Regions from separate parts of the Xenopus laevis genome. Here region 2 is linked to region 1. A link is a contact called in public Hi-C data. All regions are on one chromosome and are shown on one strand. The core of a region is the stretch at or near the end of the contact, and the rest is flanking DNA. Distances in the headings are between cores, read along the strand shown. Region 1 has its middle 26 kb from the start of atg10.L. Region 2 has its middle 5.4 kb from the start of ssbp2.L.

Region 1 (6,967 bases), core at 656-3,155:
CCCAACTCTTTTTACATCTGAATGTTGCTCACTGTTGAAAAAGGTTGGGGACCCCTGGCTTAAGGTATGGATAACACGTGTGCTTACGCCAGGAGGGCCTTACAAATGGTTCTCCAGATTATCTGCACTTCCTGTCTGTATTGGTGGGTGTGTCTTATTTCTCCTTGCCCTGAGCACAGTACGGTGTGGGATATGGGCACCCTATTAAGCTCCACTAGTAAAGTCTCAAGCTAGCCCCACGTGGTATCATTTTAGCTTAGACCGAGACAGACAACATATGGGAGTACGAACTGGGCAAAGCTCTACTTGTTTGGCAACCTCGCCAAAAATGCAGTGTATGGCTAGCATAAAAATGTCTTTATGAATCTGAGTCAGAAGGATGATCTAGTAACAGTAACATAGTAAATTAGACACCTCACAATCAATTTTGACCTTTTAAGTCTATATATAACCTGCCTAACTGCTAGTTGACCATTAGAAGTCTCTAAAAATTTGCCTCAGAGGGGGAAATTTTCCTTCCTGACTCCAAAATGACAATTGGACCAGTCCCTGGATCAACTTGTACTATGAGCTATCTTCCATAACCAGGGTTGGACTGGCCCGGTGGGACACTGGGAAAAAAACCTGGTGGGCCCGGCCCTTATGGGTCCCCCCGGGCCAGACCCCCTCTCCCGATCTCCTGGCCCTACAAAAAAAAAACATTTGCAGCGCATACGCGGCGTCGCAGTAGGGGGTCCAGAGGGGGGCCCTGGACAGGAGTCCCAGTGGGCCCCGGGCCCCCCAGTCAAACCCTGTCCATAACCCTGTATTCCCTTCACTTGCTAAAAAGCCACCAACCGCTTCTTAAAGCTATCTAATGTATCAGTCTGTATCTCCCCTAAATGCCTTCTCGCCGGCTACAATGTAAATCGCCGGCGGGATGCCACTAGGGTTGCCACCTTTTTTGGAAATCATACCGGCCTTCCTATATATTTATCTTTATTCCCTATTAATAACATTGGGATCAGCCATCATTTTTACAGACCAGGCCTGTAAAATACCGGCCAGGGGGCAACCCTAGTGGCACTCAGATAACTTCAGCTTTCCGAAGTCGCCCGGTTTCTAGGGATGCACCGAATCCACTATTTTGGATTCGGCCGAACCCCCGAATCCTTCACCAAGGATTCCCCAAATACTGAACCAAATCTGAATTTGCATATGCAAATTAGGGGTGGGAAGGGGAAAACATTTTTCACTTCCTTGTTTTGTGACAAAAAGTAACGTGATTTCCTTTTCCACCCCTAAATTGCATTTGCAAATTTGGATTTGGTTAAGCCAGACAGAAGGATTCGGCCGAATCCCGAACCGGATCCTGGATTCGGTGCATCCCTACTGGTTTCCTCATGAGGCAACTAAGGAAAACTAAGCATTCCTAATGCCACCCCGCCGGGGATTTACATTATAGGCGGTGGGAAGGCATTTAGGGGAGATTAGTCGCCTGAAGAAGAGGCGATTTGTCGCTGGGTGACTAATCTCCCAGAGTAGCCATGTCTGCTTCCATCTAGGGTTGCCACCTTTTCTGAAAAAAAAATACATTGGGATCAACCATTATTTTTACAGGCCAGGCCGGTAAAATATTGGCCAGTTGGCAACCCTACTTCCATCCTTAGGCATGGCAAGTTACAGCCACCAGACAAAGGGGGGAGAATAGCATTATTAGACAATTATTATTTGAAGCGTTTCTGTCGCACTACATTTCCCAGCATGCCTTCACACCCGCAGCCGGTATCAGAGGCCGAGTTGCCCTAGGTCTGGACATGGCTTATTGCATGAATACAAAGGACGGGCTGCCTCCCCGGCTCTGTGTGTAGGTTGCAGCAGAGTAACTTTAAGGCTTCCCACTTGGCTTCCTTTCCCGTAGCTTCCCCTCCCCTCCTGCACACACAGATCCAGCGCTGGAGGTACAGAGCCGTAGCTACAGACTATACAGTAATTCCCCAGCAAGGGCGCCTTGAAACTGCCCGGGCTGAATAGCATTTGCTGTTCTGTGAGTGCAACCCTCCCTCCGCAGCCCCTGGGAGCGCAGCTTATCCCGGAAGTGCTGCTGTCTCTCACACAGGCTCACACTGCAGCCTCACCAGCTCACTAGGCTGTTTCTGCTAAACTCAAGCCCCTGTGCTCTGTGGGGCTGCCAACCTGCCCCCTTCGTGTGGGCTGCTTCAAGGGCAGAGAGGGCCCCAGTATCACAGGGGCACTTTAGTATAAAAATGCTGATGACAAAGGACATATAATAACAGTGTGTATCTGTTGTTATATCATTTGTATATGTACATTATTGACTTTCAACACGTGACCCTTTTAGTATTCTGGAACACAGGGAAACTGTCACAATTAAAGCAATAATATATTCAACTCTATAAATGGTTTGTGACACACGAACCTTACGCGTTTTGTGCACCAGATGCAGGTTGATTCATACAGACAGGTTATGTGATTTGAGGCGTCACAGAATTTTATATATCTTTGGTTATTTTAAGTAAAGCCTGACAGATCAGTTTGCTTTGCAACATTTTGTGCCAGTCGGCAATACTTCACCAAACGTAAGGTGACCAGGTTATTTTAATGAGGGATGCAAGTGACTGAGCTGTACTGACTAAAATCAATGAAATAATAAATTTCTAGAAGCGTCCTTGGTTTATCTGGTGATGGGGTTACCCTACAATGGGCTGCGGCACACGTGTTCTTTTTTTAAAGCGGCTACTCCTATAGGTGGGCAATATGGGTCACCCTTCATGATCTGTGTTTTTAGGTGATCATTTTCTCTATAGGGCAGAAGCTGTTGCACCTCCCATTCATGTATCTGGGGAGCTTTGTGATGTTTTGATAACAATTCCCCATGGACTAGAGCAGGGATCCCCAACCTTTTGAACCCGTGAGCAACATTCAGATGTTAAAGGATTTGGGGAGCAACACAAGCATGAAAAATGTTCTTGGGGTGCCAAATAAGGGCTGTGATTGGCCATTTAGTAGCCCCTATGTGGATTAGCAACCTGCATTGAGGCTCTGTTTGGCAGTACATCTGGTTTTTATACAACCAAAACTTGCCTCCAAGCCTGGAATTCAAAAATAAGCATCTGCTTTGAGGACACTGAGAGCAACATCCAAGGGGTTGGAGAGCAACATCAGGTCAGGACTGAGAATTAAAATAGGCCCTGGCATTTCAGTTATACAGAAGCCCAATCAGCCCACACAGAGGCCCAAACAACCCACTAAATACTGACTTTCTATGGCACCTTATAGCAACCCACAGATTGCCAGTCCGGGACTGAGCAACATGTTGCTCACGAGCTACTGGTTGGGGACCACTGAACTAGAGAGCTAAGGGTATTTACCCACAGGCTCTGAGCTGCGTTGTTGGAGGGAGCAGTCGTTGTACAGTAGCTTGAATTTCAGTACTAGGCGGTGTGCATTAAGTAGTCTAGTTTTGAAGGGGAGAGATGGCCGCTCTAATCCTTTTTCCTTTTATTCCCCTCTTGGGACCCCTTATTAGAAGTGGATGCTGAAAACTGTAGCTGCGCAAGAGTTGCATGAGTGCAGGCTGAACAGTCCATTAACCAGAATACTAAAACTTAATTCTGCAGGCAGAGCTGTGTATAGGAATGCATTGTGTTTAATACTAGTACATCTTTCCTTAATACTAATGTAGCAATTATTTGCAGAAAGTTTGTTTTGCACAGCCCAGGGCAGTGCATGCCAAAGTAAAGTTTCTGTGAGATCTGTGTGCTTCATGAGCAAACCACCCTCCTTCAGCCTAGCGAGCCTTTGCTTGCTTTGGGCATAGCACACATGCCCCTGACAGGGAGTTAAAGAGACAGTATATCCTGTTGTTTAACTTTAGTTAACTATGAATAGTCGTCCAAACTGAGTAAGGGTTCTATGAATAGTTCTTGTGCTATTTTCCTATTGTTTTAATGACAAAAAGCTAAGCTTTTAAATTTTTTGGGCTAAACAGGGCAAACAGGAAATTAAAGCTACTCCATGTTTGCTCCTTGCGAGGTAGATAATTAAATTACCAGAGGTGCCAGGTAATCTAATTATCTGTATCTGGACCTGGAGAAGCAGCAATTTTTTAGTTCAAGAAACACATACAAAAGTATGTTCAATACAAATCCTATTCCTGTAGCAAACAAACCACATCGGTTTGTGGTTAAGCAACTCCCCCAGACACTCAAACCTTATGTATAATGGTAAATATATCAAAATATAAGTTATGCTTCATTAATCTGATCTATTAGGATGGAAAGAGGGTGGAGGAGTAACAAATTAAGAGTACATTTTACTCTGCAGTAGTAACTCATAGCAATAAATTAGCAATTAACTCCAATCCATCAGCTACAGTAAGACCAATAAATTCAGCCATTTACTATTAATTTTAAAACCATTAAAAATCACTTAAAAAGATGGAATATTTTAAAGTTTGCACCAGTGTGCAGTCTATGTAATAAATAGTCTCAGTGAAAAAGTTATTTTCTGCACCAAAAATACCCCGGCACCTTTAAGCAGGTCTTTAAAAATTTGTGGTGTAGTAACAGCATAATATAGAACGTGAAAAGAAGAAATTTGCTCTCCTTATTTATGGGAAAAAATAGAATTCTTTTTTAAATTTTTAACTTTTATCACATATGCCTGATATCTGTGTTTCTGGGGGCATAGTTAGCTATAGCTATATGAAGGAGTAATTGGAATGTCAATGCACTTTGGCAGTGCTATGTGTTTGGTGTGATGCAGGTAAATACCTTTCACTGTATTTACAAGGGAAATTAAATGTGCTTTCATATCACAGAGAATATAGGAGGATTCGGTTGGGTTCAACTGCACCAAATCCATAATCCACATGCTCTTGATAACTGACCATAACAACATTTTATTAATTTCAACATTTTTATCAAGTTATTTATCATAATATCATAGTTTGCAAATTATGACTCAGATTAGGTTCCATATTAGGTCCAGATCTTGTTTTTTTTGTAAAGGGTAAAGGTAAGTGCTCATATAAGAAAAAATTATCAAGGTCAGGATTTTGTACATATGAAAAATTAAGCTAATTTGTTCAACCTCTTACCATCTTTGCTGGCCTAGTTTGCTTTTCTTCTGTACAGATTAAACAAGTCTCAGTGCCTCTAGGCATCAGAACGATGTATACTACCAAATGCCAGCTGTATAAATGTGGGACTTTCATGAGACTTGTTGTATTCAAAGAAATGCAAATAAAGACATGTGTTTTTACTGTTTGATCCCTCTCCCCGTTTCCATATGCCCTAATGGAATCCACTTAATGCTCTAGCCCAAGTATATTGTCCAGTGATTTCAGAATATCCTTAAAGGGGTTGTTCACCTTTAAATTAACTTTTAGTATGATGTAGAGAGTGATAGTCTAAGACAATTTGCAACTGGTTTTCAATTTTTATTATTTATGGTTTTTGAGCTTTTTGTTCAGTAGCTTGCTGGTTTTCAATTTCAGCAATCTTGTAACTAGGGTCCTAATTACCCTAGCAACTATGCATTGATTTGAACAAGAGACTGTAATATGGATAGGAGAGGGCCTGAAAAGAAAGATGTGTAATCTAAAGTAGCAATAACAATAAGGGGCAGATTTATCAAGGGTCGAATTTCGAGGTAGAAAAAATTTTGAATAGAATCCTCCGACATTTGAATTCGATGTCGGAGGATTTTATACATCTTACGATCGTATTCTGATCGTAGTACGATTGTACTTCGAATCGAACAATTCAAACGATTTTATCGTACGATTTTCAAAAAAAATCCTTCGACTTAAAAATTTTTAGCAAAATACACAGGAGGTCCCCTATAGGCTAAACAGCAATTCAGCAGGTTTAAGTTGGTGAAGTATTGAAGTCAAAGTTTTTTTTAAAGAGACAGTACTTAGATTATCAAATGGTCGAATAGTCGAATAATTTTTACTTCAAATCGAAGTTGAAGTAAATTCGATGTCGTACTATCCTATTCGATGGTCGAAGTATCGAAAAAATTACTTCGAATTTCGAATTTTTTACTTCTAAAATTCCCTCAAATTCACTTCTACCCTTGATAAATCTACCCCTAAATGTGTAGAGCATTTGCTTTTTTAGATAGGGTCAGTGACCCCCATTTAAAACTTGGAAAGAGTCACAAGAAGAAGACAAATAATAAACTATATAAAAGAAAAAATTAAGGCCAATTGAAAAGTTGCTTAGAATTAGCCATGCTTTAACATACTAAGGGGGTTATTTACTAAACTCCGAATGCCAAAATCATGAAAAAAAATTTTTTTTATATAAAATCAGACTTTTACGGGGTTTTTTCCTGAATTTACCAAACCCCATGGATGGAAAAGTCTTTATCTGAAAATCCGGCATCTCAGACCTGTCGAGGTTGCATATAAGTTAATGGGAGACTTCCCAATGATTTTTTGATGTGCGCTGGGTTTCGGGCAATATCCCGAAGTTTTCAGTGTTTTCGGGTGAAAATTATGAAAATGAAAATCGGATGAAAAACTACGAAAATTTTTTGAAAATCTGAAAATGTAATAATAAATAAGTGTAAAAAACCCAAGCGGATTTGATCGGAGTTTGTAGCAGAAAATATTGAGATAAATTCGGAATTGATAAATAACCCCCTAAAAGTTAACTTCAAGGTGAACCACCCCTTTAAAGCTCTCCAGTAAGGATTGGAGAAGAGTGAGTCACTTATGTTTCTTCTTAGAGTTTATATATGAAAATCTGCTACTTTGGAGTGAATTTTGTAAAAGGCTACCTCCCTTTTATTTTAACTTGTTACAACTTGAATACACCTCTTGCAGTACCAACAGCAATTAAATATATGGTTATAAATTAAGTCGTAAAAATTAGGACTCTCTTTTATGTTGTAAAATTACTGATTCTTGGCAGGATAAAGTAAAAGAGAAATTCATTACCTGAGAATATATGTT
Region 2 (6,370 bases), core at 959-3,458, 100 kb before region 1:
CAAAATCTTTTTTTTCTAACGGAACACGTTTATGACTTTGTAGTACTATCAGTGATCATACCAATGTGTCATATAACTTATAAAAACTTTTTCAAAAGTCTCTGGGTCCTTAAATAAATGAATAAACAAGAGTTACAAAATAGAAATAGTATCTGAGCCTGCTTACAAGAGCTTTCAAGCTAAAGGATTCAGAAAATAGATTTCAGTTTGCAGAAACCACTTTTTTGTTATAAAGGAGACATTTTGGCATAAGATGGCATAAAATGAATACAATTTACATTGATTTTTTTTTTGTTGTAAAGAAATATATTTCTCCATTTAAAGTGATACTGATGCCAAAAAAAATACTTTTTAAAATATAAATGTACATTAAAAGGTCATGTTGATCGTTTTTTTTTGCAGAGAGGTCTGTTTTTATATATAATTTTTAGTTTAAGTTCCTAAACCTGACTCTTTTGCCAACCTGACTGTCCCATCTCAGACTGTCAGTTAAAGTTTCTAATGCTAACGGACTCCTGCTGCACAAATATGGCAGCCCCCTCATAGACGAGCACGGGGAGTCAGATGGGTAATGTAAAAGCTTTGAGCAAATACTTTATGGCAAAATTATAAGTCACAAACAAAGCCAATACTATGATATAATGTAAAAATGATTTAATTTCTGGTGTCAGTATCTCTTTAACTCCCATTTTGGACTAAAGCTACTTTGACATTGAGGTCTAGTAAAGGCTTGTATTCCATCTTGCCATTTGTACTGGTGCCTTTAAAAGTGTCAAGATTGGACCATTACTTCACAATGTAACAATGTTCATCAGGCAGTTATTACCTCACACTTTATAATTGCAAATTTTTAAGATCTGTTTTTTTTGTGCAAAATAATTTATATTAAGCTGTTTTACTGGCACACACAGCATAATACAGTATGCAGTATTATCACTGGCAGTTGAGTCGCAATGAGTTTGCAAAACATAACTTTATATGCACAGGAAAATAAAAAAAAGGGTGGTGGGAATTGTACTTGACTGGGGCCAGATAGATCCTATGGGCAGGGCCACATTAAAGCACTAGCAGACCTAAGGCAAAGATTTCATTGGTGGGCCCCCACTTCCCCAAGAAATTTGTGATAGAATTTCTCTCAAGCATGTGAAATGCATGTCCAGGTAAGTGGACCACCAGTCACGGGGCAGATAAATGAGAAAATATTGTTCTTCCAGATGATTAAAATGAGGGCTGTACCACCTCTGCAGGATGCTTCCATCAAAAGTTATACCAGCTCATATGTCTGTGGGTGAACCCTGAGCCCCATTTGTCCATTTATTAAAATGGCCCTGTCTCTGGAGTCCAGTCCAACCCTGCCATGCCAGGGTACTTATTAGTTTAGGAAAATGGAGCAAATTATATGGCGATTTGGCTATAAAAGGCCTTTCTCTCTCCAGAACACAGTCTTGGTTTTTGTGGGTGTTTAAGAGAAAACCATTAACCACATGCAGTAATATTACAATTCTGCCCCCATATTGAAATACGTGTATAGCCAATTGCACAAATTCCCCCAATTGTTCTATGCCCTAGCTACCCGACTTCATCTATGATAGAGTGTGTCTCTGCAGTTTAGCGCTGATCTACAGTATGACCCCACACATATACAGAATTGGGTCTATGGTCTAATGGAAAAGCCAAACTTAGACACATATGATCATAAAGCTGGGTCACACTATTAACAGAATTACCTGTCACATTTGAAAGAAACACAAGGGCGAGAGGACCCAGCTCACAAGAACTTACAATCTAACAAAGACGCCTATGAAGAAATTCTGCACTTTCAAATGAAGCATTTGTTGCAGAAGGTAATCTCTTTTGGTGTAATACATAAAAGAAGCAAATGAAGAAATTCTGCTGAAATAACTGCACTTTGCAATGAAACATTTGTTACAGTATTGAACCTCTTTTGGTTTAATACATAGGCTACTACTAATGTGATGTACAAAGGCAGTCGTGTATTCATCTCTTGCTGCTCTGCACACGGGGAGGGAAGAGTTAAATTGAGAAAGGAAACAATACTGCTGGCTATAAAAAAAAACCCTGCCTGTCAGTCTGCAAAAGGAGAGTTGCACAGCTCATAAAGATGCAAGTCAGACCTACACCTTTCCCCCAATACACATTTCACTAGCCTACATTACATACCAGAGAGAGGGGGGCAGTAAGCAAAGAGATACCACACCCACCCTCTGTACAAACATACAACTTAACTGCCTCCAGCTCATACCATGGACTGCCTCCCCCACACATCTGCTTAACCCTTGCATGGCAGCAGGCTTGCAGCAAACATTTTCTATTGCTAACTGAATCCTAAAAAAAAAGACAGGCATTTTTATTAGCATATCTACAGGGACGCCTTCATGCTGGCAGAAATGTCAAACACACAGCTAAGGTTGCCACTTCAGCCTTTTAGCACTGGACAACTTGCGAGGCTAATTAACAGTTATTTTAGATGCAGGCTGCAGACTGCACTGCGCTCTGCACAGCCATGCAGGGTGCATCTAAATGAATTGTTATTTAACCCTTTGGATTGCAGATTTTATAAGTGTCAGGGCCCTTACTCACGGCGTTTGAAGCTGCGCTTCAAAGCGTTGCAGTTTAATGTGTTCAGCCGCAGGGGAGCACAGGAGTAGATGCGCTGAATTCTTTTCAATGTGGCTGTACTCACACAGACGCATGTAAGCATCTAACGCAGGTTGCAATGCAGCATGTTGCATTTTACCTGCGTTCAGCAGTTACATGCGTCTGTGTGAGTACAGCCGCATTGAAAAGAATTCAGTGCGTCTACTCCTGCGCTCCCCTGCGGCTGAACGCAGGGGAGCGAAGCTTCAAAGCCCATAAGTAAGGGCCCTTAGGCTTTAACCCTGCTCATATAAACCCTAGCTGCAGCTCTCCAGTTAAGCAATAGCTTCCTCTATTTGTGAGATGCTGGGAGTTGTTCCAGAGCTGGAGGACCTCAGGTTGGATATTCATAATGTAAAACAAATAATATAATAATTGTTAAACAGTGCAATACTGTATGTAACCTGTGTTTTTCGTAAAGGCCATAGTCTTGCCAAGGGGCCCGGCCTGAGGTTTGAGGTCCTGGGTAACTGCACCTTGTAAAGCCAGAACTTATTGGAGGGCTATTTATTATGTATGTATGTTTATTTTTATTTATATAGTGCTGCTTATGCACAAAGTGCTGTACAGCAGAACAATACATTAACGGAACAAACAGCCGTCAATATAATAATAAATATGAATAAATACAAAATGCAGTTAATGTTAAAGAGACAAGTGGAAAGAGGTTCCTGCCCTGTTGAGCTTACAATCCTAAACCAATATTTTATTTCTTTGCATTTATGAATATCACAAAGCAGCACAAACAATGTGTTATTTTGATCCATATTATGTGTCTTTTATGTTTGTGTATTTTCAATTTGGCAAGTCCCCTTAGGGTCCCCACAACCCCAGTGATAGGATCTCAGCAGGCCGCTGGCTTCCTTTCTTTGTTGTGTACAGTTCAGCTTCACTGCTTTTATTCCTGATCTCCCGGCAGCCCTCTCACAGTACTAACCACAAGGCTCTGGGAAGGGAGGGTGATTCAGCAGGTTACAGGAATCTTAAAAAGTACCCTTTTCCCTGGAGAGGGAGCATTGCAGGGGCCGAGAGAGACAAGGTCATGCTAACGGAAGGGCAGAAAGGGCATTTGTCCTGGGTACCTAGCATCATAGGCGTCTCTGCTAAAATCAGAAAGGGCATATAAATGGTTTAACAGCTGGAATATAATTTAACCTTAATTATGAGGAATGTCCAGCCTATGTCCCTCCTTGTCTAATTCCACTACAGCTCCATGCCTTTGCTGTTGGAGAGATTTAGGGGCAAATTCATCAAGGGTCGAATATCAAGGGTTAATTAACCCTCGATATTCGACTGGGGAATGAAAATCCTTCGACTTCAAATATCGAAATCAAAGGAATTTGCGCAAATACTTCGATCGAATGATCGAGGGAATAATCGTTCGATCGAACGATTAAATCCTTCGAATCGAACGATTCGAATGATTTTAATCCAACGATCGAAGGATTATCCTTCGACCAAAAAAAGTTAGGCAAGCCTATGGGGACCTCGGTAGCTTTTAGGTGGCGAACTAGGGGGTTGAAGTTTTTTCTTAAAGAGACAGTACTTCGACTATCGAATGGTCGAATAGTGGAACGATTTTTAGAATCGTTCGATTCGAAGTCGTAGTCGAAGGTCGAAGTAGCCCATTCGATGGTCGAAGTAGCCAAAAAAAACACTTCGAAATTCAAAGTTTTTTTTCTTCTATTCCTTCACTCGAACTTAATGAATGGGCCCCTTATAGTTGTAGTTTGACAACAACTGGATATCCCTGCATTACACTGATTACAGCCCCCCAGATTTGGGGCCACTGACTTAATCGAATGCCTGGAGCCCCTTTATCAATGACTCTGGCCCTAGATAAAAAAAGGCACATCCAGCAAGCAGTGCTGGCAGTTGGATTTTGGATGTGGCGTCTCTGATGAAAGTGTAATTAACTGATAGGGCAGAAAATATTTACATTCATCCAGTTAGTGAGGCTGGACCATATGTGATCAGAACACAAAGAGAGAAAACCCACACTGTAAAATTATATAGCCCTCTGTATTTTATGATACATGCCTGGCCTTTGGCTTTGCTCACAAGTATTATGTTGCATGACCAATAATTAGAAGTCTATATCTTTTGTTATTCATTTTATTCGAACATAGAATTTCCCAGTCATAATTGATTACCTGCCCAACCGAGTTTACAGTCTAATTTCTGATGCCCGAGGGACAGTGAGATTTAGTGATCTGCCAAATTCTCAGTCAGATGACATGAGAGTCAATCCAGGCTTCCCTGAAAAGAGATTAATCGTAATGATCTCACAATGGAGACTTTGTAATGAGCTGATATAGGACCTACAACCCATTTTTTCATAAAATACACAATTACATGAAATACTGGCACACAATAGTCAGTTGAGATATTACATTATATTATATTACATTATATACACTGGTTTCTTTCTGTGGGACTTCTATACCTTTAGGTCAATGGCACACATACTATACCTTTCCATAAACTATGATAGTAAATGCTCAATCCCTTCCTGAAAGCACTGGTACTTGCACTTTCAGGTGCTTCAGGGTGGTCAGGCACCACACTGAGAAATTACCCCAAAAATGTAAATTCCATAATAGTCAATAGGAAGCATTTCTTCAGATTCAAGCATGTTGCTAATTAAGAACTTTTTCTGCAATTTTACACCAAATCTTCAAAAGTGCAGAATAAGTAGATTTTATGTGCAGAGATTCCAACATCCCCTTATGTAAGTGATTTTTTTTTCACCATGCCCCTACCACCCTTAAACTATAAGGTAACAGGCTTCCAGCATTGTCTACATTTCAGGGTTCTTCTTTGTTCAATAAGAAGAGGACATTGCCTAGCTCAATGGCACCATTTAAAGGGTTAAATTCCTCCCCCCGCCATGAAGTTTCTGAAAAACCAAATAGGTTGTATTTGAATTGGCAGATTTATCAAGATGTGTGTTTAGATTATAATATATTAAAAAACTCACCCACGTACTATTCATTCCTACGGGATTTTTGGAAGCATATTTACCAAATGGTGCGTTCCAACTTTCACCCATTGATAAATATGCTTCTAAAAATCCCATAGAAATTAATAGAACATGGGTGAGTTTTTATAAAAAACTTGTGGATTTACAACACAAGCCTGATTCATATTAAGGTGACCATACATGGGCAGATTTAAGCTTCCGATTTAAGATTCTATTTTAGACCAACTTGGCAGCTTATCTGCCCATGTATAGAGCCCACTAACTGTCTTGCTCCACTGATATCTGGCTGAAAATAATCAGCTTATCTGGATAGGTTTGGAAAATCTAGTCGGAGAAAGAGCACATTGGTGTGTTGATGCAGTCCTCATCTGATGGGTCTCCATAGGCCCCAATGGATTTTTCTGTAAGAATGTAGCTTGTTTGGTGACCTCACAAATGATATAAAATGGACATGTCTATGGATGGCCACCTTTAATCTTTCAAAAACAAGACTTATCTCTGCATTAGAAAAAAGTCCACAAAGACTTTTTCCATCAATCTTCCTTTAACGGCAATGGCACATGAAGCAATTCCTACTGTTTTTCTGCCGGAAAGATATGCAGCATTCAAAAAATTATTGCCTGACCAGAGAGTGTATCAGCTGGAAATTGTGGTGAAATGTTGGCAGTACCAGATGGAAATTGTGGTGAAATGTTGGCAGTACCAGATGGAAATTGTGGTGAATGTTGG

Evidence for each region. A called contact is a pair of places that touch in the nucleus more often than the background predicts.
Region 2: a Hi-C map of the XTC cell line shows a contact between it and region 1, with 2.4 times the contacts expected there. A contact is called at or near these places in 2 of 4 Hi-C or Micro-C datasets (the XL177 cell line and the XTC cell line).

Annotation. Positions count from the first base shown.
Region 1 is chr1L:197,611,234-197,618,200 of Xenopus_laevis_v10.1, reverse strand. No RefSeq gene overlaps it. Among protein-coding and RNA genes, the nearest start is that of atg10.L, 26 kb to the right of the region's middle.
Region 2 is chr1L:197,716,414-197,722,783 of Xenopus_laevis_v10.1, reverse strand. No RefSeq gene overlaps it. Among protein-coding and RNA genes, the nearest start is that of ssbp2.L, 5.4 kb to the left of the region's middle.